Linked DNA regions of Mus musculus: regions 2 and 3 are each linked to region 1. The links are chromatin contacts, called in public promoter capture Hi-C maps. All regions are on one chromosome and are shown on one strand. Each heading gives the region's core, a stretch centred on a gene start, on an enhancer-like site or on the middle of the called end of the contact. The rest is flanking DNA. Distances are from core to core; before and after follow the strand shown. Region 1 holds the start of Rell1 (RELT-like 1). Region 2 holds the start of Rbm47 (RNA binding motif protein 47). Region 3 holds the start of Apbb2 (amyloid beta (A4) precursor protein-binding, family B, member 2).

Region 1 (3,614 bases), core at 108-2,607:
TATCTATCCTGTTCCCTTGCTAGCTCGTTCTGATGCCCATGAAAAAGTAAAGGACAAATGAGAAGCAGGCTCCAAAGCTCCGAGTGACTAGAACATTCTCCAAAAAGAAGAGCAGCACGTATATTTTATAGAGAAGACAGTCACCGTTGGAAGCCTTCCAGCTGCTTATTATTTGGGCCTGAAGAGGAGCCACCCCTGAAGGCAAGCTTGGCAGAGCCTGCTGACGTAAGAATCAGCCTGTGGTAACCCCAAACGGCCAGGAAGGCTTAACTTTTTTTTTTTAAGTACTGCAGCGAGGTGGCAATTAAGAGGGGGAAACAATTATTAAGAATCCCTGGTGTGTGCCTTATAAAAACAGGAGCACAAGGCAAAGGCGTCCTTAAGTAAAAGGTAGACCTCTTAGATTTCAGTTAGAAACTCCCGCTGATGGCTTGTAGTTGAAGACAGCACTCAGCGTCTCGGCTTGGTGGCTTCCACCCCGACCACAGAGGTTCCTTTTGTGATGACAGGATTTGATACAAAGAAAAAGCAGTATACATTATAGATGTCTTTCCTCTTTCCCGGCCTAATTTATCCAGCATGTATGGGAAGGAGTGAGAAATTCCCGACTTACTAAAAGAATCCATAACCACCTGCAAAGACTGGCACTTTCAAGGCTTTAACATAATGAAAAGGAAAGAAGAAAATAAAGCGAGGAAGGAGGCTGGAAAGCAGAACCCTATCCCGGGTGTCAAGATATTCGCCTGGTGAGGCCTCTGAGGACCAGGACAGTAGAAAGGGGTCCACGGCTAGGGAGAAGGCATCCCAGGAAAGCGACATCCTGAAGAATCCGAGTTGGGGTCCCGCCGTTTTTTAGAAGCGGCGGGGAGGGAAGGCGGGACCCCGGCAGGCGGGTGGGGAAGGACTGGAGCCGCGCTGCGCGCCGCACCCTGCCCGGGCCACCCCGGGACACCCAGATGTTCAGAGCCAGATCCGGTAGCACAGCAGGGCGCGCGCAACTCAGGGCGCGGCGGGGTTGTGGGCTCGACCGACTCGTCGAGCCCCTGGCTCCCTTCCGTGCGCAGACCCAACTCACCAGGCGTCCCGACCAGGACCAAAGCACTCACCGGCGGCCACCAGCGGCGAACTCACAGCGCCTCCCACGAACACTGAAGCAGCAAGCACAGCGGACCCCGGGAGTCCCCACAGAGCCATCGCCGCGTCCCTCTGCCCTCCTCGCCCCGGCCGCGGCGTCCCGGGTCGGGGTAGACGGTGCAGCTCGAGGGCTGCCGGGTGGATTGAATGCAGGAGCTCGGCCCCCGCGAGCCCCTACCCGCTCAGCCTGGACCCGCCAGGACCCCGCCCACCGCACGGAAGCCCCGCCCCTGATCGCCGCGCCCCGGTCCCTTGAAGCCTGGACCCGCCTCCGCACGCATGACCCCGCCCCCGAGTCCAGGCCGCGCCTCTCCTGTCACTCCCGCTTCCCCTCTAAACCCTTGGGTCGCGTCAGCCGCGCGCCCAAGCCGTGGCCCCACCCCGAGCCCCGCCCACTGCTGACCCTCTCCGCCTCCTCTGCTGGGCGGGCTAACCCTGCCCAGCCAAGTGGCGGGTCTGCGCGGGAGCCTCAGGCTGGGGCGGGTTACTCCCTTCTCCTGGGTCCTGGGACTAGTCAGATGCGGGAAGAGGAAGGCAGAGGTTAGGCCAGGAAGCCCAGGATGGAGAGCAGACAGGACCAGCAGTTTCAGAATGGCGCGATGTTTTTTTTTTTTTTCTCAATCGGAGTCTTTACCCAGTTAATTAACCTTCGTTAGTGGTCTAGGAAGGAATGCTACGTTCAAAGTCATGGTTGATCGTTTAAACATTAAGGAGAATAAATTAAAAAAAAAAAACTTTTTTAATTGTCCCCATCCCATTCTGTCTAAGCTACTTCTATTGAGGAACACGTCCCCACACACTGGTTGTTTGCTTGCGTTGGACTGGGTTTTGTTTTAATCATCTTGCAAACACTCCCCTGGAACAATTCTTCAACTTTCCAGTCACTTCTGTCTTCATATCCTCACATCAGCTCGGTAAGGTGAGTATTATCCCCATGTCACCGGCCAGGAAGTGAGCTCATGAAGTCTGCATGACCTGGGCCACCATGATCCATGTATCTCCAGTGTTTGCTTGCAGGTTTAATCTCAGCTCCTGGCTCAAGGACAGCATGCACTAAGAGGGCAGAAGTAGTTGTTAAAGGGGAATGTACCTTTTTCTGACTAGCTTCCTTTTAACTAACCAATAGCCTCGTTTTAACTAATCCGTGGAGACTCCACACAAGGTCCTTAAAGCCCAGTCCTGACAGATGTGAGCTGAATGGAGGGTGGGTCTTCAGCCCCTTCTGTAAACTGACTGGTGGCCTCTAATGCTCAAGGGGGAGTTATTTCTCCTCTCTAACACCCTCCACCCTTCTGTTACAAATAGCAATGATGTGAGAATTACCAGGGAGAGAAGCTGAAGGTTGGAGGCCCTGCCCTTTGAGTCAAAGACAGGAACTATGGATCCTATGCACAATTTGTGGCACATCCTGTAGTCTGACAAATGTATCAAAGGGAAAGGTCTGAGAAAGAATGCAGAGGAAAGACATTGTGCTGGCCAGTTTTTTTTTTGTTTTGTTTTGTTTTGTTTGTCAACTCAACACAAACTAGAGATTTGTCTGAGAACCTCAATTGGAAAAAAATATCTCCATAAGATCAGGTTGTAGGCAAGTCTGTAGGGCATTTTTCTTAATGAGTGATTGATGGGGGAGGGCCCAGCCGATTGTGGTTTCTGTAAGAAAGCAGACTGTCCAAGCCACGAGGAACAAAGCCAATAAGCAGCACCCTTCCACGGTCTGGGGGCCAACTCCTGCCTCCAGGCTCCTACCCTGCTTGAGTTCCCGGTTTGTTTCCTCTGATAATTAAACAGCAACGTGGAAGTGTAAGCCAAACAAGCCCTTTCCTCCCTGTGGTGGTTTGAATAGGACTGGCTCCCATAGACTCCTGTGTTTGAATGCTTGTCCCCAGAGAGTGACACTATTAGGAGGTGTGGCCTTGATGGAGGAAGTAAGTCCCTGGGGATTGGGCTTTGATATCTCAGAAGCTCAAGCCAGGCATACTGGTTTAAGGCTGCCTGAGGATCTGAACGCTCAGCTGCCTCTCCACGGGTGTTTGCATGCCACCATGCTTCCAGCCATGATGACAATGAACTAAAACTCTGAACGGTAGCCAGCCCCAATAAATTGTTGTCCTTTATAAGAGTTGCTATGGTCATGGTGTCTCTCCACAACAATAGAACAGTGACTAAGACACTCTCACAAGTTGTTTTGGTCACAGTGTTTCATCACAGCAATAGTAAACCCTACAAAGTAAGCAATAGAACAAACATTCATGTGGTTATCTAACTATTAGAGGAGAGAATCCTGGGCTTAGAAACTGAAGGACAAATTATCAACAGTCACCAAACCAGCTGCATCACTCATTGGAAATACTGAGCTAAGTGCCGGAAAGGGGTCTGGGGTCCCAGGGAAATGCACACAATCCAAAGCATTTTGGCAACACCAAAAGTTTTGCCTCAGCAGAAGGGTATGAAGCCAGGCCAGATCAAGCTGGCAAGCACAC
Region 2 (4,022 bases), core at 1,213-3,712, 2.2 Mb after region 1:
GACCTAAGCCTGAGTTTTTAATTAACTGATTGATTAATTAATTAATTAAGTCCATGGACGACTTAGAGGATTGTTTTCTCCTTCCACCACGGTGAGGGAAGGCTAGAACTCAGGTCCTCAAGTTTGGTGGCCAGCCACCTCAGCAGCTTGAAGAACAGTTTTGATTTGCAGTCCTCCTAAGGAAACTCCTAAGTGAGTCACTATCACACAAACCGGAGGGGAGAAAAGTTCGACTTTTAGCTCCCATAAGTAATGGAGAAAATAAAAGCAAGTCAAAAATAGCTTGTAAGTACCTAGAGAATATCTTTTCATCAGTTTGATAAGACTTAATAAGGAAGCCACATCCCTAAGTGCCTTAGGACAGTCTTAGAGTGTTGTCAACTTTTACCTAATTAAAACAGAGAGTCCTTTATCTGAAATTTTCCATTTCCATTCATTTTGACTGATTTCTTAGCCACCCAGTGACTGCAGGCATATCAGATGTTATATTTGGTAGACTCTACTCTTGTCTCCAGATTGAATTCTCCGCTGGAAACAACAACTAAGCTTCCCCGAGGGTGGCCTTCAGAGATAAATGTCTGCAGGAAGCCCCCCCCCCCCCCCCCCCCCCCGCTCTGCTCCAGTTAACACTCAAGCGAGACGCCCGTCACCAAAAACTCCGAAATCTCAAGCTAATAATCCGCATCTAGTCACCTGTGCCTCAAAAAAGACCAATTACGTTTTTTTCAACTATACACACACACACACACACACACACACACACACACACGGAAAAAGACTCAAGTCTGCAGGAAACAAGATGCGGCTGACCATAGGATTATCTGCTCTCCAAAAGCTGAAGCTTTAAAAAAAAAAATCTTTTTATAAACCCTTTAACTTCCCACTAAAGAAGGAAGACGATCAAATGAGAGATTAATACTAAGGGGGAAAGAAATAGAGAGAGAAAGATGTTGTTTGTTTGTTTTTTCCCAAAAGTCAGGACTCTATGGGGACAGTAGTCAGAACTGCCAAAAGTCCACCTTACCTTCCGTAAGTACTTGGCGTCGCTCACTTCAGAAATTAATACCATTCACAGCCCGGTAGCAATCTACAAGGCTAGGAAGTCACCTACAACATCTTCGCTGGCCGCACACTTTTAAATAGAAAACTAAATTAAAGAGTCTCCAAACTACTTCCCACCGTGCGGCTTAAAGCAACAGATCAGATCGCTCTAGGCTTTAACTCTTCCCGGGTTCTGGGAATTCCAGTTTGTCACAATTTCTTAGCCTGAGTGACCTGCGGTAAGAAACGTCTTCCCGGCCCAGAGCCTGGCTTCTCCGGGTCCGGGCGCTCGGCGGCCGGCTGGGCTGGGTCGTACGAGCCGGCTGCGGTGCGGCTGTGGCCCGGGCGGAGCGGCACAGGGTCGGATCCCGCGGAGCGCGGCGGAGTCCGGCTGCAATCGGTGCCTCTGCAATCCCTGCTCTTCCCGGTTCCCTCCCTCCGCCTCCTGCCCTCCCCCAGACGAGGCCATTCGCCTCACAGTAGCAAGGTTGTCTCGTATACTCCCTTCCCTTAAACTCACCAAACCAGATTTTTACTCCCAACACCGGCAACTTCCCGTAAATCTGCACTGAAATTTTATCCTGCTCGCTGAGCCTCCGCTGGCCGAAGGCCAGTGCAACATTCCTGTTGTTTTAGAAGCGCGGATACCTTAGCTGAAGGTTTAAAAAAAAAAAAAAATCATATCGGACTGGCCCCGATGCGGAGGATTTACGAACTTTGGCCGCTCAAAAAGTCACATCCATTTCAGACATTCAGAAGGGACCCCAGAAGTGGCACCTGCCCCACCTGGGGACATCTAGAAGAGTGGCTTCCGGCCGCCTATGGCTGTTTAGAGTAAGCCACCCTGAGCCTGCACCAAGGACTAAGGACCCTGCGCCTGACTCCCGGGGTGAGCAGTGCCACCGCCCCCGGCCTTGCGGGGCAGGAAGGCGCTGGAGCAGGTAGGGCGGCAGACGAGCCCCGCCGCGGGCCTGCAGGAAGCCAGGACCTCCTGGGCTGTTCTTACCTGAGGCTGAGCATAGCTCGGAGAGCACAGGCAGGCACGTCACGGGGGGCCGGAGCTCTGACCTTTGCCGGAGCCTTCACAGCAGGGCCTGGGGCCTGGGCGCCGCTGCTCGTTCAAAGTGGCTCATTCTGAATGCGCTCTGACCTAGTGTTACAGCTGGTTTCTAGAAAGGGAACAAAAACAGTGCAAGGAGAAACCTCAGCCAAGCCCTCCTTTAACCTTGCCTCTGATCACAGGGGAACTAAGTCTGACCCCCATCCCCACTCCCAGGAAACCCACCCTAGGGCCGCGGCCCCCGCCCCACCCCTCGGGTTACCTGTTTATACAAGAATTAAGGAGCCTCCCGCATTTCAATGGAGCGCTAAGCCTGTTTGCAGCGCGGAAACAGCCAACAGGAATCGAATTCTGTGACTAAACAAACTAGAAGAGGAAGCGGGCACCACAAGGAACCTAAAGTTGTGATTTCGGGTTGCAATGTCATGCAACTGAAAAAAAAAATACTGTTTCACAGTAGGCTACTTTAATTAAAAGAAGGACCCAAAACTACCCCCCCCATCTAGTTAAATGGAAGCTGATAGAATATCGGCATATAGCGTTAGCCACTGTTGTTAGTGATACTATTATTATGTATAATCCGCCCCCCCCCCGTAGAAAAACGTGCAATGGATGTTAGAAGGAGGCTCCAGACCCAACTCTGCCCTCACTATCTGTGAGCAAGTTAATTACCCTCCAGCTCTGAGTTTCTGGAAGATTCTAAGGATGGGAGTTTTGCTTTCACTGTGGACAGTTTCAAGGAGAAGGAAAGACGAAGTCTTTGTGAAGGGGTGTGCAACTGATTTTCGACTCGTGTACAAGTTTCAAGGGAAGTGGAGAGAAGTTGGCCCTGCCTTCCATGAAGTGCAAATCCAACGTCTGTGTCACGCGCGTAATTCTGACTCAGATTTAGGCACTAGACCTGACCTGCCACCCTGCAAGTTACTCCATAGGTTAAAAGTCAGTGCTAGCGGGGCGGTGGTGAGCACGCCTTTAATCCCAATCCCAGCACTTGGGAGGCAGAGGCAGGCAGATTTCTGATTTCGAGGCCAGCCTGGTCTACAGAGTGAGTTCCGGGACAGCCAGGGCTACACAGAGAAACCCTGTCTCAAAAAAAAAAAAAAAACAAAAACAAAAACAAAACAAAACAAAACAAAAACAAAAAGTCAGTGCTAGATAACAGTGAACCATGCAGTTTGAAGATCTGTGAATGTGGGGCGTGTGGGGTGTGGTGGAGGCTTTGAAAACTCATAGATATCATCCATAGTAATAGTGGAGGGTAGAGGGGGTATTTATGTTCCTTTTAACTTGACATATAAATGAAGAAATCCTAATCTCTTTATATTGAGGTCTTTCTTACTCAGGAACCCTTTCACCCATTTCCTTAATCTGATCCTCAGGTCTGCCTCAGGTCTGGAGGTGAAGACACTGTCCGTACAGAGGTTAGGTAAGCAGGCCAACTTTCCCGAGTGCCGACCTTTCCAGTCTAATCGAAAAGTCAGATCTTACCACCATTAGTAAAAGTAATTCCTGAAGCCAGCCAGGAATTCTGAAGTTCTCCATCCTTTTGATCTTCGATCTTTTATCTTTTAGGCAGCAAAAGTCAAGCCAGGCCAGTTTAACCATGTTCTGAATTCAGAATCAAGACTTTGTCGATAGGTGCACACATGTACTGAGAATCGCAGACTGTAGAAAACTCCCAGTTCCGAACTGTTCTAGGGGTTGATACAGTTAGTTAGCCACCAAGACTCCGCAGCTGTAAAAAAGGCTTCGAAACCAGTTTCCAAGAGACTTTCTGAGCTACAGGAGGCACAGCTCTGTGCTTCAAGATAGGTTTTTCCATAGGAAGCTCTGGGCCCAGCCTTGAGATGAGAGGACCACAGAGATTAGAGCAACGGGGTCTGTTAAAGTCAGCAACAAAGTCAACAGCGAAGAAAGGGAG
Region 3 (3,752 bases), core at 711-3,210, 2.6 Mb after region 1:
GGAAGAAGTAACAGTGTCAGAGGACAGCAACCACACTTGAACCAGAATAGGGTCCCAACCTGAGTCCTTAGGGTCCCAACCTGAGTCCTTTCTCAAAGCCTGGCACATGGCTTTCTGTTTCTGGGAACTTTCCGAAGGTATCTACAAACCTAACATAACAAGTTCAAAAGGACAGTGGCAGACCTCTTGCATCTGCGACATCCCCTACCCCACCCCCACACTCCACAGATGGGACCACTCCCCACCCCAGCCACCCTTGTTCCCACCACATTTCTGCCTGCCTTGGGGGTGGGGGGGTGCCCATCCTCAGGACAAATACTATCTTCCCAAACAGATGCCATTTCTAAGATTCTGTTAAGACTCTCCAAATTCGGAGAAACCCTGAAACAAGACAAAGCCTAACTTCATAAAGAAATGCCCCCTCCCAGAGTCCTGTCTCCGCAAGGTCAGCCATAAGAATTCAGGTACTACTACCATGGCCATTTCAGGGAAGGATCTGTAGTATCATAACAAGAAAGAAAATTTAGATTTAAGGTACCAAATCCTAAAACAACAGACCAGCTGTCATAATTTATTCTGAAATCGGTAAAATGAAGAAACAAATAACAAAAAGGGCCAGCCTCACAAAGTTTATTTCTTGATATCAAAATGATATTGTTGTTATCGTTTTATGACTTTCATTTAAGACACTGAGCACAAAGCAAAGTCAGGGACAAGACTTTTTAAAACTGCTCCCTCTAAGAGCCCTCTGGGCTTCAGACACTGACCTAATTCTCTCTTCATGTGAGCCCTCTCAAATCACTCAGTCCATCCCCAAGCGATCAGAACAGTCGTGGCTGTGCAGAATCTTGCTACAAAACGGTCCCAATTCTTCATCTGATTTCTCCAGCTTTTTTTTTTCTTTATGCCCCACACTCCCTTGGCCTTTGGGGCCTGACCTCCTGTTTTCAGACCTCTCCATCAATGGAGAGACTACCTATCATTGTTTCTACGGGACTCCCGCATCCTCCCTCCGCCCAGCTAGTTTTCGTCGCACAAATGTCATTTCTGGCGTCTGAGCCACCATTCCTCCCAGGGAGCAGCAGTGGGGCGTTCGGGACCCCGATGACCGGCTTCCCTGATCCGGCCCTCGGCACACAGCCATTTTCTAGTTAAAAACGCTCTCGGCGTTGCAGAGGGGACAGGAACTTTGCCCTCTCCTCCTTTCTGCAGAGCTGGGTTCTCTGCACCCCGGGAGACGCTGGCCAGGTCTCTGAGTCTCCCGCAAGAGCGCGCCGCCCGGCAGGCAGGCCGGCCCCAGGGCAAGGGGGCGTGCGCTACCGGTCGCCCGCGCCCACCCGCACTTTGCCCTCCGCAGTCTCCGCCCGGGCACAGCCCTGCGACCCGGTGTCCTCGCCCGGCCCTGCCGAACCCCAGCTCTGGGTGGGAGTGAGGGAGTAATGGGAGTGACGGAGCGAGCCCGCAGCCAGAGCGCCGGCCCTGCAGCGCGGGCGCGGGGCGAGCGGGACTCCGCAGCGGACGCCTGCTGCAGATGCGACGGCAGCTGCTGCAGCTGGGGCTGCGGCTGGGCGACCGGCGGTGACCGCCAGAAACCGAGCAGCAGCCGCGAGGGCACAAGCAGCCAAGCTCGCCGGCTGCCCGGCACCCCCGGCGCACTCCGGGCCATCCCTCGGATCCCCGGGCTGAAGGCATGGAAGGAAGCGGGGCTCACCAGCGCTGCGCGGCGTTCGATCGGCTCCGGACCCGGCTCCCAGGTCTCGCAGTCCGCTGAGCACCCGGATCAGCTGCGGGCTGCAGCACGCGAGCTTCCTACTTAGAGCAGCACTGGCTCCGGCGACTGAGCATGCCCAGTGCGGCTCCGCGAGGCCCGCGCAGGGAGCAGCGGCAGCGAGATTCCACTTCTCCAGGCTTTGGCGGCGGCTGCGCGAGGAAAGGCTTGGAGGGGCCTGGCGGAGCCGGGCGAACCCAGCAAGGCGGGGCCGGGGGCGGAGGCCGCGGCGGAAGGGGGCGGGCCGCGCTCCCAGGGCGACCCCTGCAGGTGGAGGCGGCCGAGCTGCGGCACAGCAGGGAGGCAAGGGGCGCCAGGGTGACACCCAGAGGCTGGGGGTTGCGGGGCAGCCCGGGTATCCCCTCCAGGTGGCCTAGCGTCTGTCTGCACCAAAAGGCAGTTTGGGAAACTCTTCTCTCACGCGTCTGCGTTCCTGTAGAATGGAAAAATACCCCAAGATGAGAGCTGTCCACAGCCTTCCAGGCTAACTGAATGTTAAAAGGTGAAACTTTCTCCTGCCTTCTGCCTCCTTCATCCCCCATGGCTAGACATATGCCACACAGGAACATTCCTGCCCTGGAAAATCACAGCGAGATAACGCCATGCAAGAAATATGCCTGCGAACAAGGAAAAGCATTATCTACTTGCTACCTGTTCGTTAGGCATTAAGTGGATTTACTGCAGGCACCTGGAAGTCCTTGATTTGTTTCTCCATCAAGCCAAGGGGTGTTAAACTGATGCCTAAGTCAGACTCATCTGGGAAGGTTGCTGAAGCAGCATGCTAGGCGCGTTTCCAGGGGTTGGATGAGTCGTTGTGCCGTGCTGCACAAGCGCCTGTAAGTATCAAATCCCAGGTACTGATGCGGTTGCCATCCGAGGACTAGTCATGGGGACTCTGCTATACACAGACCATGCTACCTACCATCTCCTCTAGAAAGGTAATTCTGAAAATAATTATAACTACTAAGTAATGGCTCTTTGACAACGCACTCCTCAATCAGATAATAAACTCAGACTCATCCTCCCTACAGTGAAGATGGGCATTATTCCTTTTTTTCTTCACACAGCATGAGTTTATTGAGGTTCCACAAGATCCCCTTACTAAGACCTGTAAGCAAATCGCAGCCCCTGCCTTCATGTTTACAGCCCAGCAGTAACTGACGTCCATTGAATAGTTTCTATGAAATGCCATTTCTGCCATCTCCATACACAAGGTGTTGACATGTAAAAGTGTTGGGTTATCAGGAATGGAGAGAACGCCGTGTGTTGGTGGTCTCTTGTAATCTATAGCCTCTTCTATAATCAATATTTCCCTCAGACTCCGCGGAAGGCCAATAGTACTGCTACAGAAAAATCTCCATAAATCTATGCAGGTTCACTCTTGGAACTGAACCTCTGCATCCCAAGACTGGCCCAACGAATCCTGCGAACCATGAAGAGTCAAAAACCAGGGTTCAAATGCCAACTTGGGAAAAGCAAACTGTAGAGGGCCTTGAGACACAGGCTACTGTGTCCTTCAAGCCCAGACAGAGGAGGAAATGAACCCAAGCCCACCCTGCGAATCCTTCATCGCGGCGATCTCAGCAGGCTACCACACCAACTTGCACCTTGATCTCCCAGCCCGCCAACGTCCAGAGCCTACCCTACCACCCGATTCTCCCGGGCTCCCGGGTCGAACCGCGCCTGCCCCCTCCAGGCGGTCTACTCGGACGCGCAGGAAAACCCGCGCTGGAGTCAGCCGCGGCGGCGGGGCGGGGCGCGCAGGCGCGGTGGGCTCCAGGTTGGGCGGAGGAGGCGCCCTGCTCCACACCTGATGCAATCACCCTTCCGGAAACCGGCAGGGTCTCCAGGATCACCGCGGAAACGCTTCCTTGCCTGCTCCCGCCTCTGCGTCCCAGCCCGGTCGCCTGCTTCCTAGGCTCATTCCCTTGGCGGCCTGCGGGAGGAGTCGGGAAGTCACCTCCTTGCCAGCTGAATACTTAGA

Evidence for each region. Promoter capture Hi-C pulls out the DNA fragments that hold promoters and counts their contacts. Capture Hi-C pulls out chosen DNA fragments and counts their contacts.
Region 2: a contact with region 1 is called in a promoter capture Hi-C map of liver, with 3 times the contacts expected there. The contact joins the promoter of Rbm47 here to the promoter of Rell1 in region 1. A contact is called at or near these places in 1 of 39 promoter capture datasets (liver) and 1 of 9 other capture datasets (liver).
Region 3: a contact with region 1 is called in a promoter capture Hi-C map of liver, with 4 times the contacts expected there. The contact joins the promoter of Apbb2 here to the promoter of Rell1 in region 1. A contact is called at or near these places in 2 of 39 promoter capture datasets (liver and pre-B cells).

What each region holds. Positions count from the first base shown.
Region 1 is chr5:63,967,540-63,971,153 of GRCm38.p6, forward strand. Rell1 (RELT-like 1) reads right to left here and starts at 1,358. Exons shown (of 7, transcript NM_145923.4): 1 at 1,107-1,358. The coding sequence starts at 1,194.
Region 2 is chr5:66,149,492-66,153,513 of GRCm38.p6, forward strand. It overlaps Rbm47 (RNA binding motif protein 47), which reads right to left and starts at 2,463. Exons shown (of 8, transcript NM_001127382.2): 1 at 2,364-2,463; 2 at 2,048-2,210. It overlaps Gm26725 (a long non-coding RNA gene), which reads left to right and starts at 1,513. Exons shown (of 5, transcript XR_001785070.2): 1 at 1,513-1,982; 2 at 3,481-3,527.
Region 3 is chr5:66,616,857-66,620,608 of GRCm38.p6, forward strand. It overlaps Apbb2 (amyloid beta (A4) precursor protein-binding, family B, member 2), which reads right to left and starts at 1,961. Exons shown (of 17, transcript NM_001201413.1): 1 at 1,712-1,961.